Regions from separate parts of the Zea mays genome. Here region 1 is linked to region 2. Evidence: chromatin contacts called from public Hi-C data. All regions are on one chromosome and are shown on one strand. Each heading gives the region's core, a stretch centred on a gene start, on an enhancer-like site or on the middle of the called end of the contact. The rest is flanking DNA. Distances are from core to core; before and after follow the strand shown.

Evidence for each region. Hi-C and Micro-C count contacts between places; a contact is called where the count stands out from the background.
Region 1: a contact with region 2 is called in a Hi-C map of tassel, with 3 times the contacts expected there. The contact joins the promoter of LOC100216810 here to the promoter of LOC100273639 in region 2. A contact is called at or near these places in 2 of 25 Hi-C or Micro-C datasets (ear and tassel).

The regions. Positions count from the first base shown.
Region 1 is chr6:40,848,692-40,852,089 of Zm-B73-REFERENCE-NAM-5.0, reverse strand. It overlaps LOC100216810 (P-loop containing nucleoside triphosphate hydrolase superfamily protein), which reads left to right and starts at 1,385. Exons shown (of 21, transcript NM_001359502.1): 1 at 1,385-1,675; 2 at 1,758-1,843; 3 at 2,189-2,266; 4 at 2,373-2,504; 5 at 2,827-2,877; 6 at 2,976-3,116; 7 at 3,198-3,320. The coding sequence starts at 1,594.
Region 2 is chr6:40,318,402-40,321,852 of Zm-B73-REFERENCE-NAM-5.0, reverse strand. It overlaps LOC100273639 (putative membrane-associated kinase regulator 4), which reads right to left and starts at 1,607. Exons shown (of 1, transcript NM_001148055.1): 1 at 260-1,607. The coding sequence starts at 1,422. The coding sequence ends at 439.

The sequences.
Region 1 (3,398 bases), core at 136-2,635, 530 kb before region 2:
GGGACCCCCGGTCTCGAAACGCCGACAAGATTATTGTGCAATAGCCAGAGACATCTATATGGTTCTATATGTCCATGAATTGTGTGTTTAATGCGTGTGGCTCACAGAAAATAAAATGGCATAGGTTCAGTGGAAGATGTTGTGGGTCTTTAAAATCGGCAATCATACCGTGTGTTTATATGGAGTCAGTGTCTTGAGTTATAAGTCGTCAAGATTGTTACATCATGTATAGACCGTGAGGAGCCACCAAGCCCAATAAAACAGGAAACCGTAAACATATAGTAACACCCCGTTAGCTGAACGAGGACGAGCTACAGAGTGCTCTATAAAAACAGGGATTGAGTTCTTTTTCAACTCATATCTTTCTCGGTCTTATGGCTAAAATAAAGTGTAGTATTTATTCGTATCAATTTAATATCTGGTGTATAGACAATATTCTCACTTTGATATTAAATTTATCTATTATTGGTATTTTTTGGAAGGATTTATATGACTGGTTTACTTCGCTCAACCATTGATTGTATTACGGGTATAGCCTCGTCGTTTCCAACCAATATCATGAAATATGATTATGTACCGTCACAACGCACATGTGTTAGGGGGTGTTTGGTTAGAGGGACTAAAGATTAGTCTCTAGTTTTTAGTCTCATTTAGTCCCTTTTTTGCCAAACACTAGGACTAAAATATAGACTAAAATGATTTAGTCTTTAGTCCTTCACATATGTGCTAAAAGGGACTAAACCATATTAATTCCACATTTACCCCTTATTTAGTTCAATTGTACTAATAGCAGGAGAATGTTAAAGGCAACTTTAGTCTTCTTATGAGTCATTTAATATATTCTTACTATTTTTAGCCCCTACAACTAAACATGTTAGGGACTAAACTTTAGTCCCCTAACTAAACTTTAGGCCCAAACAATTTTATGTTCATGTTGATTTTAGACGGTTTTTTACCAAAACGATTTTTATAGAAACGGACTGAAAAGCTAGGACGTTTAGCAGTCCGCAACAATTTTTTGTGGCCAGAAGCTGAACAAAGCCCAAACAAGCAGGGCCATAATTCGCCCATCCAAAATATTTTTAGAAAAATATTGGAAGCTGTTGGAGTGATACCATTTTATTTAGGATTTAAAGTTTTAGGGAACTCCTAATTTTTAGGTACTAGGAGAAATATTTTTGAAAAATGCATTACTAGGAGAAAAAAAAGCTTTGCCGGCTGCGCACTAGACGCGAACTTCTAGCCTAGCCTGGAGCCGAACTCCTCTCCTAACCGATTTCGGGACGTCGGATTGTGATCTGACGGCCGCGTGCTTTATAAAATAATATTGTGATCTCCTGGGAGAAAGAAGCCCTAACCCACCTCCTCGTCCTCCCGCCGCCGGCGCTTTCCGATTTTGTGCACTCCAACCTTCACGTGTCTCCGCCGCCCGTCCAAAGCAGGAAGGAGCTCCGCCCCGGACCGATCGAGAAGCGAGCGACAAATAAGGGTTCCTCGGGCCGCCGACTGACCACCTGACGCCTCCAGCTCTATCATCGTCCCTCCAACGACCCGCGCAGCAAAGCAGCCGGTCCTCCCGCCGCCGCCGCCGACATGGGCGGGGGCCGCGCGCAGGTGAACAAGGCCCACAAGAGCCGCTTCGCGTCCAAGGCTTCCCGCCACACGCACAAGATCGGTGTGTACAGCCTCTCTCGTCGCCGTTTCCTCTCCACCTTCCGCGGCTCATGTCTCATCTCACTGTCTGCGTCTCCTTCCAGACAAGGTCAGGAGCGGGAAGTCAGAAACCAGCCACCGCGCCGCTGTAAAGGGGGCCCGCGCCGCCCGCATCCAGCAGAGCAAGGCGGTCAGTCTCCAATGCGCACCGTGCACACCTTTTTGTCAATTTTTTTTTGGTTCTGTATGTAGCAGAGGTTATTGGAGGTCGCCAATTCTGTGGTTCGTGCGATTGTTTTTAGTTCGTAAGATGATTAGTCTGAGGTGTGCTGCAACATAAACTGCATGTTGCATAGGATAGGATTGGTCTGCTCTTAGATTGGGCGGGGTGTTTTTAGCTTGCTTTGAGCTTACTCTACAGTTATTGGGAGGTTGCAGCTTTTGGGGAGGGTGCCATGCAACTTATAGTGCGGTTTTCTCATCCGATCATCTAGTTTTTAACCTGCCGTGTGAAACATCTTCCTGTGGGGTGCAGATCCGTGATAAAAAACGTGCTGCTTTGCTGAAGGAGAAGCGCTCGTCAACTGGACCTTCAAGCGCACCGCGCGTCATTGTTAGTATTCTTAGCTTTTGCTTCTGGATCCTACCTGATTACTCGTTGTTTGTTGTGATCATACAATTGGTATTTTCTTAAGTCGATTTACAACTATTTATTGCAGGTTCTCGTTGGCCTTTCTTCATCAGCAAATGTCGGATCACTTGCCAAGGATCTTTTGGCATTTGCAGAAGGAGATGATCGGAAACTGAAATTATCTACCATTGCTTCTCCTACTTATAAGCTTCGAACCACAGTAAGTTCAAAATGAATATTGTTCTGATGTTATGAGTGCAACCATTACCACCATTAGTTCAAAATGAGGCTAGTGTTGGCTGTTGAGATTTTTTGGTGTCATAATGCCTCGTTGCATATGTATTCATCACTATATGTTTGTCTACTACTGACCCTTCTCAGTACATGTTTAAAGCTGGGTTATACATTGTACTCTATGTCTCTATGGCACGTTCTAGTCATTTCATTATTCATAACATTTTGTTGAATATTTGTTTCCAATTATTCAATCTAGACAGTCAATTTCACGTATAGGATTTTCATATTTTATAATATTTGTGAAGGTACTGCAAGCACCATATGGTGATCTTACCACATGCATGGAACTGGCGAAGGTATGCATTTCCAACCAAACTCAGTTTGTTGTGGTTTATTGTCTTCTATAGTTTCTTAGCACTAACTTGGAACCTGCAAATGTTCCTGTCCTACATAGGTTGCTGATTTGTTAGCGTTCGTACTGCCAGCCAATTCATTCTACAGTGGTGATTTGAATAGCCCAATTGATGAGTTTGGATCTCAATGCCTGTCTGTATTTAGGGCCATGGGCTTACCTAGTACAGCTGTTTTTATTCGTGTAAGTTCCAGTCATTAGCCTTTCTCATTAACATATTGTTCTATGATTTCTGGTGATTTACCTGTTTAGTTACATAATCAGGATCTTCCAGCGGATAATAAAAGTAGGCAGGAATTGAAGAAAGCAGCAACTTCTTTCCTTTCTGCAGAGCTGCCTGAGGACTGCAAGTTTTACTTGGCAGACACAAAGGATGATTTGCATAAGGTTAGTATTCGTTTGAATATTGAATATGAGATCATTTGGTTACCTTCACGTTTGTTCTTTTGAGAACTCTGTTTTGAT
Region 2 (3,451 bases), core at 358-2,857:
CAAGCCAGTGCCACCCTTGCACCGTTTACTCAAACAACGTGCCTTGCCGTGCTGTGGCCCTGCCCTACCCGGCTACCCTACGTCCCTACATCTCCCAACAATGGACACAGTGAGTCAGTGAGCACTAGCATAGCAGCGGCAGAGCCGTTGAGTCTTTGAGATGGAGAAGAATGCAACAGAGGATGAGATGCAGCTGGGGAGAAGAAATAAAGAATGCCAATATGATTATGAACAGCTCAAGTGAGAAAATCCTTGGCTCGGAGAAGATCGCAAAGAATCAAGGGAACCGGGGAAACAGTCACAGCACATTGCGTCCTGATCATCACCAGAGCAACCCACATCACATTGCTCATCATCTTCACAAGCAAAATAAACAAAAAAGAAAAGAAACAAAAGAATGTCGCTTTTGATCCATGGGTGGCATGTCATCGGCCATCATCAGCCCCTGCACATCTCCTGCCTCCTCTCCTGCGCCACCTCGCCGGCGGTCACGGAAGAGGCTCTGGGCGTGTTGGTCACCGAGTAGAACATGACGTCGCTGACGCTCCTCCGCGCCGCCGCCGAGGCCACCATCCCGGGCTGCAGCAGCTGGGAACGCTTGCAGTGCGCGATGGCGCCCTGGATGGCGCCCTCCTCGGACGACCCGGCGCTGCTGCTCCGCTTCAGCGCCGGCGTCGCCCCCGCCGCCGACGCCGGCGTCCGGAAGAAGAACCCGTTTGCGTTGCGGCACGACGGCGTGGACGACGAGGAGGACGAGGACGAGGAGGAGCACAGCGGCGAGGTCCCAGGCGCCTTGGTCGCCACGAGGCGCACCCGGCGGATGATGCCGGAGAAGGACTTGCGGTGCTGGCACTGGCACACCTCCTCCTGCTCTAGGACGCTCCCCCTCGCGCTGACGCTGCCGATGCCGTGGCCGCTGGCGCTGGCGCCACCGGCGGCGGCGACGATGTCGCTCGGCAACGGCGGCCTGGCCAGGAAGAGCGACCGGATGTACTCCTTCGACGCCCACCGCTTAACCACCTTGAGCTTCTTGGCCCAAGACGGCTTCTTGGCGGCGCACACCTTGCTGGCGGCAGCGGCAGCGTCGGCGTCTCCTCGCTCTGCCGCCGCCGCCGCCGTGGCATCCGACTCCGCATCCCGCTTCGCCCCTCGCAGCGGCGGCGGCTGCTCCTGGTCCTGGAGGAGCCTCTGCACGAGCTGCAGCCGCGGCGGCAGGTGGAGCGGCAGCAGGTTGCCCTTGTAGAACAGCTCGTCCGCGGGGGACGCGAACGCCGCCTCCCTATGCCTGTCGCCGGCGGCGCCGGCGCCGGCGCTCTGGAACTCGAAGCGGGGCGAGGCTGGCGAGGGCTCCGGTGTGGCTGCCGGGGTCAGGTCCATGTCGATGTAGTCGTCCTGGATCACCATTGTGGGCGGCCTCGGCATTGCCGCGATGCCAGTGCCAGCTTCGGAGCTCCGAGTTTTGGGATGGGGGACTCGGAGGGAGGATTGGGATTTCGGAAGGACGAAGACAGGGGACGCCTGCTGCTGTGCATCTGCTAGACGAGCGAGCCAGAGAGATGGGAGATGGTTTATAGGGTTTTGGGCGGTGCGCTTACAGTTTGGTTTTGTTGGGTCTCTGTTGCAAGCCACTGTTGTGTACTGTGATGATAGAAATAGCAGTGGATGCGATGATGACGATGAATCAAATCATCTCGCTTTCGCTTGGCTTGTTTGGTTTGGTTGGTGTTGTGATTAGTTGTTGTTGTTTTTTTCAACCTTTATTTTTTCTGTGATCGATGCAGGTGTTTTGCTGTTAGGAGGCAAAGGATGGTAGTGTCACACAGCACCAGGTGCCTCCTTATTACGCCACCTCTTCTATATTTTTCTTCCTTGTTGTTCAAACATGTAATCTTGTTATCATTTAGCTATAGAAAAAAAACTATGAGTTGTATTTATCACAAGTTATTCTTTTAATTGTCCTAAAAAATATTGCAGCTTACTTATTATATCTATGCAATTATCTGCCAATCCTCATACTGTTTGTTTTTCCTGAAATTTTATGTCAACTTCTTAATTCTTATACACACAGACAAACAGGAGGATAGCTCTCTTTCCGGTGATGGCGGTAAAAACCGTGAGAATTGTTCCGTTTTGGCTTTGGCAGGTCATGCGTGCTCACATGAAGCCTTTGTCGCAGCGCAGGCAGTGATAGCTGATTATTAACACGGAACGGCTTGGCTGGCGTTGGACTGGATTCATTCAATGCCATGCCCCCGGCTTTGTTGAACCGTGGCGTGTCCAAGCTACCAAGGAAAGGAGGAGCAGGGACCAGGGAGCTTGCAGCAAGCAAAGCACAGCAAAGCCAAGGCAGGCGGTCAAAAAGACACCCAACGGTTAAAGACGGCTAGCATGGCGAAGTAAGTACTAGTACTGGAGTTTTCTCGGAGAGAGTATTATTTATTTAGGGCTGGTTTGGGAACCACAATTTCCCAAAGGTTTTTCATTTCCCATGGGAAATTAGTTCATTTTCCATTTGGAAATTGAAAATCCCATAGAAAAATGAGGTTGCCAAACTAGCCCTTAGCATAGTGACTAACTAACTAACCCACCGTCTGGATGGGATGGGATGGTAATAAGCTTTTCCCAAAGCCTGTCATAGCAATGGCAAATGCCGCAATTGCAATGGCAGCTAGCACTCCAGCCAACCAAGCCATCATCATCATCATCTCACACACACGACACATGCAGCAATGGCAGTGCTCAGTATACATGTCCAAACGGGCCGGCCCGGTAGTGGGCCCGTGACCCGGCACGGTCGTGACCCGGCACGAGCACGGCACGGCCCGACTAGAGGCGTGCCCGGGCCGGCCCGGTTCAATAGCCGTGCCGGGCTTGGGCTGGCCGTCGGGCCCGCGGTGCAGGCACGGGCTCGACACGGTTAATTGGTAGGCAAGGTAACGGCCCGTTTGAGGGACTGATTTTATAACGGCCAGTCTATTTTTAGCTATAATACTTATGATATGTTATTATATGAGAGCATTCTGACTTGTAATATGTGTTTATATGTGTATCTAAAATTCTTTTGTCTAAATATGTATCTAAAATTATAAATATAATTAACTAAATCTAAAATAAATTTGAATATTACAATTAAATTCTGAATTTTGAAGTGTTTTTTTATGGGACCGGGCCCGACCCGGCACGACAGGCCCGTCGTGCCTCCGGCCCGGCACGGCCCGTGTAAGAATAACCGTGCCGGGCTTAGGCCGCGTTAGCCAGCCCGCGGGCCGGCCCGGCACGACACGATACCAAACCGTGCCGGGCTTGGACTAGTGCCTCTCGTGCCGGGCCAAGCCGTGCCCGGGCCGGGCCGGCCCGGCACGGCCCATTGGACATGTATAGTGCTCAGTGCAGATGCAATGGTGGACGGCCACCAACCGGAGAGACATGGGTTAGCTTTGCTTGGCAGCTC